Linked DNA regions of Rattus norvegicus: regions 1 and 3 are each linked to region 2. Evidence: chromatin contacts called from public Hi-C data. All regions are on one chromosome and are shown on one strand. The core of a region is the stretch at or near the end of the contact, and the rest is flanking DNA. Distances in the headings are between cores, read along the strand shown. Region 1 has its middle 56 kb from the start of Ptmal4. Region 2 holds the start of Irf2 (interferon regulatory factor 2). Region 3 overlaps LOC102551895 (a long non-coding RNA gene).

Evidence for each region. Hi-C and Micro-C count contacts between places; a contact is called where the count stands out from the background.
Region 1: a Hi-C map of liver shows a contact between it and region 2, with 4 times the contacts expected there. The contact joins the enhancer-like site here to the promoter of Irf2 in region 2. A contact is called at or near these places in 1 of 12 Hi-C or Micro-C datasets (liver) and 1 of 1 datasets of contacts at active chromatin or transcription factors (oligodendrocytes).
Region 3: a contact with region 2 is called in a Hi-C map of liver, with 2.5 times the contacts expected there. The contact joins the enhancer-like site here to the promoter of Irf2 in region 2. A contact is called at or near these places in 5 of 12 Hi-C or Micro-C datasets (the A7r5 cell line, Schwann cells, kidney and 2 more) and 1 of 1 datasets of contacts at active chromatin or transcription factors (oligodendrocytes).

Annotation. Positions count from the first base shown.
Region 1 is chr16:52,081,920-52,085,608 of GRCr8, reverse strand. No RefSeq gene overlaps it. Among named protein-coding and RNA genes, the nearest start is that of Ptmal4, 56 kb to the right of the region's middle. Within about 2 kb of position 2,123, at least 11 of the 93 cell types and tissues checked have an H3K27ac peak or open chromatin away from gene starts, as enhancers often do. A contact at or near this core is called in liver, where this site is marked.
Region 2 is chr16:52,280,763-52,284,672 of GRCr8, reverse strand. Irf2 (interferon regulatory factor 2) reads left to right here and starts at 2,087. Exons shown (of 9, transcript NM_001047086.1): 1 at 2,087-2,195. It overlaps LOC120097385 (a long non-coding RNA gene), which reads right to left and starts at 979. Exons shown (of 3, transcript XR_005494732.2): 1 at 1-979.
Region 3 is chr16:52,060,437-52,064,229 of GRCr8, reverse strand. It overlaps LOC102551895 (a long non-coding RNA gene), which reads left to right. Exons shown (of 3, transcript XR_360468.5): 3 at 1-961. Among named protein-coding and RNA genes, the nearest start is that of Ptmal4, 34 kb to the right of the region's middle. Within about 2 kb of position 2,274, at least 3 of the 93 cell types and tissues checked have an H3K27ac peak or open chromatin away from gene starts, as enhancers often do. A contact at or near this core is called in liver, where this site is marked.

The sequences.
Region 1 (3,689 bases), core at 874-3,373, 200 kb after region 2:
ATACACATGCACATGCATACATGCACACACACAGGCAAACATACTCATACCTCCACTGATTTCTGGTAGATGTGGGTTTGGGCGAGTAATTTGAAAGTATGAATTGATATATGTCTCCTCTATGACCCAATTCCACTTCTCTGATTCTCCCAGAGAAACCTTTAATAAGTGCTGGAGGAAATGAACCAACACAGTACTGTTTATGTTAGCAGAACCAGAAAGCAGCCCAACACTGAGAAATAGGGAAATAGCCCAACAGACTGGTTTGTCCTTATGGGGACCCAGGCGGCAGTTACAGAAAACCATGCAGCACTCTATCCAAGCTCAGCAAGTTCCCCCCAAATATCCTGACTCATAGAAGTTTCTCTAATTAGTATATGTGCACCTCTCCTGGCCTTACAAATAGAACCATCAGTGTATATATTTTATTCAACTACCCCAGGGTGCATCTTTTAAAAGAAGAAACACAAATCTACCTTTACATCTATGACAGCATCAGACTAGGCTGAGGGTGGCTGTGCTGCGGAGTTTTCTGTCAATTTGATGGAAATTAGAATTATTTTGGAAGGGGGAAGTTTAACTGAGAATATGCCCCCACTAGATTGGCCTGTGGTTCCTCTTCCTGATAGGTTATTGATGTGGAATGGTCCAGATCACTGTGAGCAGTGCCAGCCCCAGGCAGAGATCGTGTGTTCTACAAGAAAGCAGGCTGAGCAAGCCATAGAGAGCAAGCCAGTAAGCAACACCCCCCATGACCTCTGCATCAGCCCTTGCCTCTAGATTCCTGCTGTTTGTTGGGTTCCTGGCCTGACTTCTATCAGGAATGAACTATGATCTGGCTCTGTAAGCCAAAATAAACCCCTTTTGGCCTGTTACTTTTGGTTATGGTGTTACATCACAACAATAAAGATCTTAGCTAAGACAATGGCTATCGGAGATGCTGGTATTACCTACTGTATATTAGCAATGAAAATGATGATGGCATAATTTATAATGTACACAATTTGGAAGGATATTTTTAAAAAGATTGTGCTATACGAGTGTTTATCAATGTGTTAATTGGTGCCATGAAAATTTAAAAAATGACCACAATTGTTCAATATCAAGAAATTAGTTAAATGTATTAAGGGGATCTCACGATTAATAAAAACATACTAAATAATGCAGAGAAAATGTTCACAGCAGCTGCAAAGGGACATGGGCAGATTACTGAACAACGGTTACATTGTTTACACATTCAACTCCCCAGCAGGTGTCAGGGTCCAAAGTCCAGGTATTTGAGTGGAACACCTTTTGAAAGGTCCAATATCACTGTCTGGAGTATCGTTGATGTAAATAATGATCCCATGAGATATCAAAATATCTGAGATTCAGAAGAACTGCAGGAAAGGACCCTGGTTCAAGGACAGAAGTGTTGGGACCCAGAAAAAAAAATAGATCCTCATGCAGGCAACTTTGGGGGTGGAGCAATGAGAGGTGTCTGTGAAGTTCCATTATCTGTCTACAAATCAGAGTCACCCAAGAGGAGCAAAGTCACCTTGAAACTTACTCAAGTTTCACCAGCCAAAGAGCAATCAACTTTTCACGAGGCAGAAGCAAACTTCCGAATCATGGCTACTCTTTCTGAGGAACTCTTGCCATTTGTGGTTCTCCAGGCTTGCTCTCTCCTTAAAACTCAGAGAACCTCTAAATTTGCCCCCAGCTTCCTCCTTCTTGCCTCTCAGTACGAAGAAGCTATTTAAGCCTTGCCCATTTGGCCCCTCGTTTGGGTTTTAAATTTTGGCAATGGCTCTCATGCTTGTGGATGTAATGTTCGTCATGATTTTTCTCTCAGCTAACCCTGCAGTATAAGCAATATCAACTTCTCAATTCTACTTGTTTTCATGGCTTGGAAATTCAATATTCGCAAATAGCTGTGAGCTAAAGTCTTGGTCGTCAGCCTCTGATACTTTTGGGAGATAATAGAATCATTAAGGGATGGGGCCTAGTGAAAACAAGTCAGGCTGTTATGTCCTTAAGGGGGACAACGTTTTCTTCTGTCTCTTTGCTCCTCAGCTCTTATGAGGTGAATCCCACTCCAGCTTCTGCCATTTGCTTCCGACTCCATATCCCCCGTCATCATAGAACCAATGTGTGTCATCAACTTGTAAGGGAAGGGGAAGTGAAACCACCAAAATTAGACAGCTCTGTGGGTAAGGGAAACAGTTTATTCAACCACTATCTCTTGGATTTCAGAGAAAACAGCATGGGTATTGGGAGAGTCCTGCCAAATATAAGGAGACGGGTTGCAGCGCACGGAGGGTGGGTTAGCTGGAGCACCTCAGGAGCCAGCATGAGTCTCTGATCCTCTGGGGACCTGTTTAAGTTAGTAGAGAACTCAATGCACTCTCTGGAGACTGGAGGGGCATACAAGGAAGTAATGGCTCTCATGGCAAACAGAAACCCGTTTTACAAGATTTCTAAGGAATGCTAAGTGTTGACCTGGTCCAAGTTATCCTAAGCTGAATCCAGATTGTCATTTGGGGGAGTTGGGACCTGACACAAATGTACACTAAAACCTCTGAAAGTGTTAGTCACATAAACCTGTTTTTTAAGTTGATTTATCTCAGATATTCTATCACAGAAGCGGGTCATGAAGCATCTCCCCACGAGGCAGAGGGTCAGTAGCACTTTAGGAGAAAATCCCATCCTAACGTCGTCTTCCTGTGGATCCTTTGGGAATGATAAGCCCAGGTCCAAAATGGAATTGACTCAAGGATCCACAGCGTGTATCCTCCTTCAGGAGGTTCCCGTTAGTGTAGAAGTATCTGGTCTTGCCACCGCTTGAACAGAGACTTGGTGAGGTCCAAGACAGTGGCTTTTCACTTCTTTCCCCACTAGAGGGCAGAGTTCACGACTGCACCCGAATCTCTGGGGTGGGTAGTCAAATTCTTCCCAGCCACCTATCCCTTCCCACAGTGCAAGGCAAAACCCAGTACCACTTTGGAAGCAAGGTAAGGTTAGTCTATACCTTTGTCTTGCCCATATCAAGAAACCAGCCATGTATATTAAACCCCATGAAAGATTATACCAAAAAAAAAAAAAAAAAAAAAAAAGTGAACCCTTGAAAGCCAAGGAAGAATGTTAGAAAATTAAGCAGCCGGTGCATTTAGTGGGGGGTGGGAGTGGGGATTCCTATAGGCAGGATGGATTCAACATTGTGGGAACGGAACAGGAAATGGAGAGGGAGCGCGCAGAAGAATGGGGTGGGAGGGAAGAAAGGGGCGCTATGGTTCTGTGTTTATAAAAGACAAAGGTGTCCATTGCTGGGAGGGGGAGAGCAGTTGTTTTCTCCCTTCATAGGCACAGGTGCTTGGGTGACATGAACCCTTTCTATACCAGGGAGAGGGGGACCTCGCCAAGCTGACTGGGCTTGGTGTAAACCCAGGTGAGAAATGACGGACATCCCAGGCACTAAGCAGTTGTGGCTTAGAAAAAAGGCAATAAAGCAACAAACGCAAACACGCCTGCGTGCCTAGTATGTTTAGAGGGGGGACAGAGGAGTAGAGGAGTTGGAAGTGGAAGAGATGGCAGAGAGGAGGAGGAGAGGGAGGGGGAGAAGGAGAAGGGGGAGGGAAAATGGGAAGGGTTGGGGGAGGTGGGAGAGGAGGAGGGGGAGGAGGAAGAGGAAATGGGAAGAAATAACAGAC
Region 2 (3,910 bases), core at 838-3,337:
ATAAGAGGTTCAGAAAGACAGCACGTTGATGGGGGCAGGAGGAGCTATGCATGCCTTTCCTCTCCCTGGTCTAGGGAAGAGAAGACAAAGGGTGGGTACAGATTTGAATAAACATAGATTAGCACATGCCCATAACTCCAGGACTCAAGAAGATGACCCTGTCTAAAAAAACAAACAAAAAGACACGAACAAGCAAAAATAAAACCAGCAGAATAGCAACAGCAAAGAAAACAACAACAACGGAGATGGCTCTATGGAGGGAGGGCACTTGCCAAGCAAGTATGGGGAGTTGAGTTCAAATCCCCAATACACTTGAAAAGCCAGATCTGATACGTGCCCACTTAATTCCAGTGCTGTGGCTAGCAGAGACATGAAGATTGCTGGAGAAGCTGGCCGCCAGCCTAGTTCTAGTTTCAAATCAATAATGTAGACAACAACCGAACAGGATACTCTAGTCTCTGTGAGTCCATGACTTACATACATGCACACAAGTACCACACTCACCAATACACACAAGAAGCCAGAAAAAAAAATGACCTATGGTTATTTGACTTAGGTGCCTGGAAGTAAAGACGGACAACTACCTTGCAGTTTGTGTATTCCTGTGGTAATTGATATATGAAATATAAAAGGAAGGATTGCACAGTGTTATTATGGGAGAAATAAAGGACACTGTGTGCAAGAGGGATCTATTTTGAGACCACAAGGCAGGGTCCTTAATCTCAGCCATATCCTTCCACAAGTGCATGGATACTTTCCTTTTCCCTATGTCTGTGGAATCCAGTAATTCTGTGACAAAGAGGAGGTAGACTTATTTTTCAGAGGTTTACACATACATAGTGACAGTCTCCTAGGATGGGGCTTTCTCTAGCGGCTAGAGAAGGCTGGTGGAGGGCTGAGGAAACTGTAAAGCAGGCAAGAAGCAGGTGTAACTATAAGGAAATACTTTTAAATCTAAGTGACAAGAGAGGAGGAGGTTCCAAGCGAGCTGGCCTAGTAGAGCCAATAGGCTTTGGCCGCTGCACCTGTCATAGGCCCTCTTCTTGCATTCTGTATTGTCTCCACCGCACAGCACTGAGGGCAGCAGTCAAGGGTGTCCAACTAATAACGTCGTCAAATTTGAACTCGGTAAGGAGTTAAGCATTAAGCCTTCGCTCCAGAACCAGCTCCAATCAAGACATTTTAAATTCAAGTAACTCACACCGTAGTCCATCTCATCTTGCAGAAACGGAATGTGTATGGCACGGGCATGAAGTAACTTTGGAGAGTGACTTACTAGGGAAAGGCCTTCCTAGCCATCCTAGACTTCCACACAGAGTGCCAGGTTAGTCCTTCAGCCCCCCTCACTCCCCCCTGTCCCCCAGTAGGAGATCCAATAAAGCAGGGGTGCAAGTAATGCCTTCTTTTCAGCTGACTTCGTTCCTTACATTCCTTTGCAGCAGGAGACTTTCCAAGATGAGTTTGTATATGCAGCCCGAGCACAGCGGTTCTGAACACTTAACCCACAGGTCGGGAAGGTTCCCCAGGCTTCCCAGGCTCTGTCTGGTCCGTCTCCACCTTCAGGTAGGATGCAGAATCAGGTATCTCCGTCCTTCCCTACGGCCACCTTGTGGTGGCCAGCTCGCTAGCCAGCGCCTGGCCGGCCACTTCTGGAGCCCACACTCCCAGCGTGGCCGCGGTGAAAAGCGCGCGCCCCTCGGCGCGCGAGCCCCACACTCACGTGCTGCCGCTTGTTGCTCCCCGCAGCCGCGACGTGGGGAAGTGAAAATGAAATTGACTTTTCCGAGAAATGATGAAAGCCGCGTAGGCCACCAATGAACAGCGGCGGCGAACTTCCGCACCTCCCGGCTGGTGGCTGGAGCCCTCCCTCTGCCTCCACCTCCGGGTTGCACAAGCTTGAAACAAACACTGGGGAGGAAGGGCGGGGAGGGAGGAGGGCGGAGGGGGAGCGAGGGAGGGAGCGGGGCCGGGAGAGGGCGGGGGTGGGGGGGATTTCCAGCCTCGGCTCCTCGCAGTTTCCTCTCCTTGTTTTGCTTTCGATCTGGACTGTTCTCAGGCAAGCCGGGGAGTAACTTTTAGTTTTGCTCCTGCGATTATTCAACTGACGGGCTTTCATTTCCATTTTACACACCCTAACAACACTTACACCTTGCGGGATTGTATTGGTAGCGTGAAAAAAAAAAGCACACTGAGAGGTAACATTTTTTTTTTCAAATAATACTTGTGGCTGTGCGTGTGTTTTCTCTCGAAAGCATGTTGATGGGGACAGGAGGAGCTATGCATGTATGTGCGTCCTGATGCTTTGACACGATGTTTTGCAGACGGAAAATGCCGGGGTTCATAAATATTAATACCAATTTTTGGAGGAAGAGTCGGCGCAGTTATGGATCATCTGATTTTAGGGGAAGCAGGGGTCTGCTGCTGGTGCTGCTGGTGCTGGGGCCGCTGAGGCTGCAAGGAGGAGGAGGAGGTAGAGAGGGAGGAGGAGGAGGAGGAGGGGGTTAGTGGAGGTTTAATTTCACTTTTGGATTTGCAGATGAGAAGAGGTGGCTCCATGGACGCAGATCTGCTCTGTGTGCTTCTGCGCTCCAGGTGTCGTGCGTTGTGGGTACAGGTCCGCTGGAGTCTGGCCTCATTTAAAATAAAATTGTGTGTGTGTGTGTGTGTGTGTGTGTGTGTGTGTGTGTGTGTGTGTGTGTGTGTGTGTGTGTGTGTGTTTACAGACACTGTCGCCACCAGGTTCGAGGAAGGGAACCGGGTTCTTCTCGGTGCCCGGCGGCCCTTCTTTCCTGGCGGTCTCTGGTATAAATACACTGGCACCCGCGGTCCCTAGTTGCCCGTGCCCGGGCAGTGACCACTGTAAACTTGAAGGCTGCCGTTAGGCGGTCCCAGGATGCGCTCGTCCGCGGAGCTTGGGGTCCGGTGACTGGCGTCGGGTGTCGGGTGCCAGCGGCCACTCGGGCCCGGCGGGCTCCGCGCGCGGCTGGGCGCGGGCCTGGCCGGTGCGCCCGGCTTCCTGGGGACTGGGCCGCTGCCACTCGCCAGGAACGTTGCGTCCTCCTCCCGGCCGGCCAGCGCCTGGCCTGGCCTCTGGGCTTTGTCACTGCACTTGTCCCAGCGCGTGAGGTGCCCAGGAGGCGCGTCCCAGGAGGGCTCCGCGCTGAGGGGTCACCCACTCCGGCGCGGCCTAGCTGCGAGCGCCTCCGGGTCCCCGCGGGCGCCCCGGGGCCGGCCTGGCGCGCTGGGCCCGGACCCGCCTTGGCTATGGAACGGGCGAAGTGTGGGGGCGGGGAGCCTCCGGGGACCGAGCGGCGCCCCACGGGCGGGCATTGGTGGGGGGAGGTTGGCGAGCGCTTGGGGGCTCCCGGACGCGGTGGGAATCCGAGTGCCCGCCCTGTGCCCTCCGACCCGCTCCGGGTGCCGGGTGACATTCGCCCGCCGGCCGAACATGGTTGGTGCAGAGCGGCAGCCACCACTTCCTCTCCGCCCCACCGGCCCGGCTCTCTGGGCGAGCGATGCGGGCCGCGGCCAATCGCGGTGTCCGGCCAGTCCCTGTCGCTCGGCCTTGGGGGCCGGCTCCCCTGAGCGGCCCGGGAAGCCTTCGCGAGAGCACAGGGCCCCGACTCCCGGGACGCTGTCCGCTGGGCCCCGAGTCTCGGACTGTTTGCCACTCTCGTCCCTGAAGAGCAGGGAAGGGAAGGAGGCTGGCAGCCTCAGCCGCGATCCAGTACTGTGCTCCGGCACCAGGTGAGACGCCCGGATCAGTCGGTGGAGGCGAGATCCTTGGTGGTCGGATGTAAATAAGACCCCCGGGATTGGCAGACGAGGTTGTCACTCGTTTGCGAGCTGGTTTGCAGGTCCTTAACCCCAGTGTGTTTGAAACTTGGGGGACATGTTTTTCTTCCCTCCT
Region 3 (3,793 bases), core at 1,025-3,524, 220 kb after region 2:
TGCCTGCTGGTTGTTCCAGAGAAGGATGGCCAATCCTGAACTGTCCTGGGAAAGACTTTGGCATTTTCGCTGCTATTGTAGCAGTCATTTACTGCTGCAGTCACTGGATCTGCAGTGTCTGGAGTTACCCTCTCCCAATCTATTGTTAGGCAAGCACAGTGGGTAAACTTTCTGGAGTAGTTGTTGACAAATGGGAATTCTAAATTTTAATACAGGAATGGCTTGACAATGACCCTCAGTGTTATGGCCCTCCGAGTTTCAGCCCTAGGGCACCGCACTAATCGGCCTTGTGCTTCTTATCATATGCACAAACAGCACTCCCAGTCCCGGGCAGCAACTAAGCAGGTGTTGTTCTCCTTGGTAGGAGACAAACCTTCTGCCCAAATTGGGCTCAGCCTTCACAAGAAGCAGTTAGCTGAGGATGGGGAACTCTTTGGGACCAGTCCTTGCCTAAGACAGGAAATTCTGAGACTGGCAGAATTTTCCAGAGATGGGAAAGAGGCTTGATAGCTCAAAGTGTCCTAAGACAGGCGCTGCTTAAAATTAATATAGGGGGACTTGCTTAATAAAAAAATAAAATAGGGGAACTTGTCAGAGCCTCCTGGGTCCCCTGTAGTGTTTTACCCCCCCCCCCCTGGTCAGGCCCTTCTGGGTCCCTTGCAGGGTTTGACCCCTGCTGAGCCCTGTTGATGCACATGGAAGCCTTTTGTTCCTAACGAGGAGCAGTCTGGCCCAGAGTGACACACCTGGGCAAAGGTCAATTCGTTCCTGTCTTTGTCTTCCCAGTCTTTTGTTTTTGAGATTTAGGCTGGTCTTCCTGGATTTCTCCCCAGTAAATTAGGGGCACCAATGTCTTGAACCGGGGTCTCCCACGGTGCTTCCCAGATTTTTCCACCTAGTCAACCTGGGGTAGATATTTGGAAAATAAAGCTACAGAAGGAGCATTCTTTCTTAACACGGATAACCCGCGCGTGTGTGTTTTTTAAATCTCGCAGGCTTACGCCCAGTTCTCGGTGCTGTGTTGGTGTGGGCATCGACAGGCCTAGGCACTTATACATAAATAAATGAGCCTCCGTGTAATCATTCGGGAACTGGAGTAGACATATAAAAAGCCCAAAGGGTTACCCATGCATGTTGTAAGATCAGATCTTGGCATTACAGACAGTTGTGAGCTGCCATGTGGTTACTGGGAATTGAACCCGGGTCCTCTGGAAGAGTAGGCAGTGCTCTCAACTGTTGAGCCATCTCTCCACCTCTTTCCATATGAATTTCAATACCTTTTTTGTGAAAAATGACATTGGAATTTTGATGAGAATGGCACTGGGTCTGTAGGTGGTCTTCGGAGCATAGCCATTTCACAGTAGCCATTCTTTCAATCTATAAGAGTGGAAGAAACCAGTTTCCCCTGCCACATTCAACTGCAGAGTATGCGGAAATGAATGTGCCACTTGGACTAAATCAGAGGTTCTTCTTACCAGGGAGTGACAAAGTAAAGGAGGACAGATATTGAATGTTTAGGCAAGGGAAGAGTTGGCACAATCTCTCGGGAGAGTGAGACCTGTGGAGGAAATATGAAATATGAAAGGGAAGAAAAGATGGATGTGGCAGTGAAGGCCGGTACTTGGGAGACAAAGGCTGGGAGGGTCAGAGGGTTGGGAGTTCAAGGTAATCCTTACATAATGAGTTGGAGACCAGCCTGGGCTACATGAGAATCTGTCTCGAAGAAAATGTAAAAGAGACAGAAGGCCATTAGGTGAGAGGGAGGACAGCCTAGAGATGGCAGGAACAGTAGATGGAAGGACTTAATCAAGTCAGTGGGTTACAGGCAAAGGTTAGAAGGAGCACTGAAGAGGTGAATAAATGATGGGGCAGAAGACATGCGGGGCAGTTGTGGGTCACAGCGTAGTAGTGTCTCAGGGTGAAGCATATGACAGCATTATCAGAGTGGTTTAGAAGAATTAGTGATATCAGTTGCTGGTGACTTCTAGCCCCTACCGACTTCTAAAATCAAGTCTTACAGGGGCCGGAGAAATGGTTCAGCAGTTAAGAGCATTTACTACTTCAATAGAGGCCCTGAGTTTCCTCTCACACCAGTCTGTAACTCCAGCCCTAAGAGGTCCAATGCCCACTTCTGACCTCTGCAGGCACCTGCACACCCACGGGATACACGTGCCGTGGTAATAACTGCTTTCCCATTCTGTGGTAAAACACAGTGAAGCCAGGCACCCTGTGTAACAGAAAGTGTTTGATCAGGCACATGGTTCACTGGGTTAGAGTCCATGACGGAGTGGCCTCAGGAACAACTGAGAGTTCATATCTCAAACCACAAGCAGGAGGCAGAGAACACACTGGCAACAGCATGAGTGATTTAAAATCTCAATGGTCCGAGTGACGAGATCATGTCTCCAACCAACTGAGGAACCACGTCTTCGAACGGAGATTTATGGGAGACATCTCAGACAAACACAAGTAAAAGATTTAAAAACTCTTTAAAGATAAAGTTGGATTGAAATGTCTATTTGCATATTTCCTGTTCTCATTTGAATTTTTCAGGGCAATATCAAACACAGAATATAATAGATTATCTATTTTGTCTCTTAAAGGAAAAGTATTATCCACATTACACTGACTTATTGTGTATTTTGTGCAGATTTTGAGTGACCATTCATGTTCTATGACAGTGACAAGGGACTGTGAGCCAAAGTTGTTTCCTATAATAAATATTCATGGTACAGAATATTAAAACTATGAAAGCAAACATGTCTACATCACAGAAAGTCCCTTTCTGCTAAGGTTTCAGATGACAGGATGGAAAAAGTATCTTTGTAAACACCACTGAACTACCCTATTTCATTGTAAGATGGGCAGGGGGACTGTCCTGTGGTCACCTAGGGCCGATGTATGTGGCAGAACACTCAGAATTCTTATTTCTGTGCTGGCTGTGAGTTCCAGCTGTGCTATGCCATTCCAACGTAAGGGAAGAAGGGTGTAAAGAAATACTTTGAGATCCACGTGCAGATGTCTGATGTCTTATCTCCGAGAAGACGGTTTTGAAGGTCCCTTCTGCTCCTGTAGCTGAACTGCTGCCATGAGAATTCTCGACCCCAATGACCAGCTAATCTTCTCACATTACTTACAAGACCACAGACAAGTCAGAGTGTTCTCATTACTGTCCAAATGTTCATTTACTTCTGGATCTTGTGAACTTTCAGGATCGTAATCGGAATGTATGAAAAAAATGTGTTTTCAATAAAAAAATTTTTTTGGTTAATGGATTTGAGATGTGATTTCCGTCAATGTGTGCTTTTTCTTTTAAGTATTATCTTTATCACACTTACTTTTACTTTGTGACTATGTGAATCACTTTCTTGGTGGTTACTTCTACTACAGTCTGCTTAAAATTATTGCTAATGGTTTCTTATGATCATAAACTGTTCTGGCCTTGTTTAGTAAGAACCGAGCCCTGCTTTTGTGTGTGAGGAAGTACAGACAGTATCTCCCTAGCTCTAGGAGTCCTGTAATGTCTCCTTGCTTTCTCATGTCAGCAATCATATTAGCTTCCGGTAAACATCTCAAGTCGTATGCGTCATATTCAAAGTTCTAAATACACTTCCAACATCTCCTGGCAGTTACTGATACGGCAAAAGGCTGAAGCTCACGAATTTTGCACTTGTCTCTAGCTTCAAAAGCTTTGCGGCATTTACTTTGGAAAATAAAACACTTCTGAAAGAAAGTGTCCCAAAAGCTTTCATTTGAAACATAACTAATTTGCCTTGGGAATTATAATTTTGGG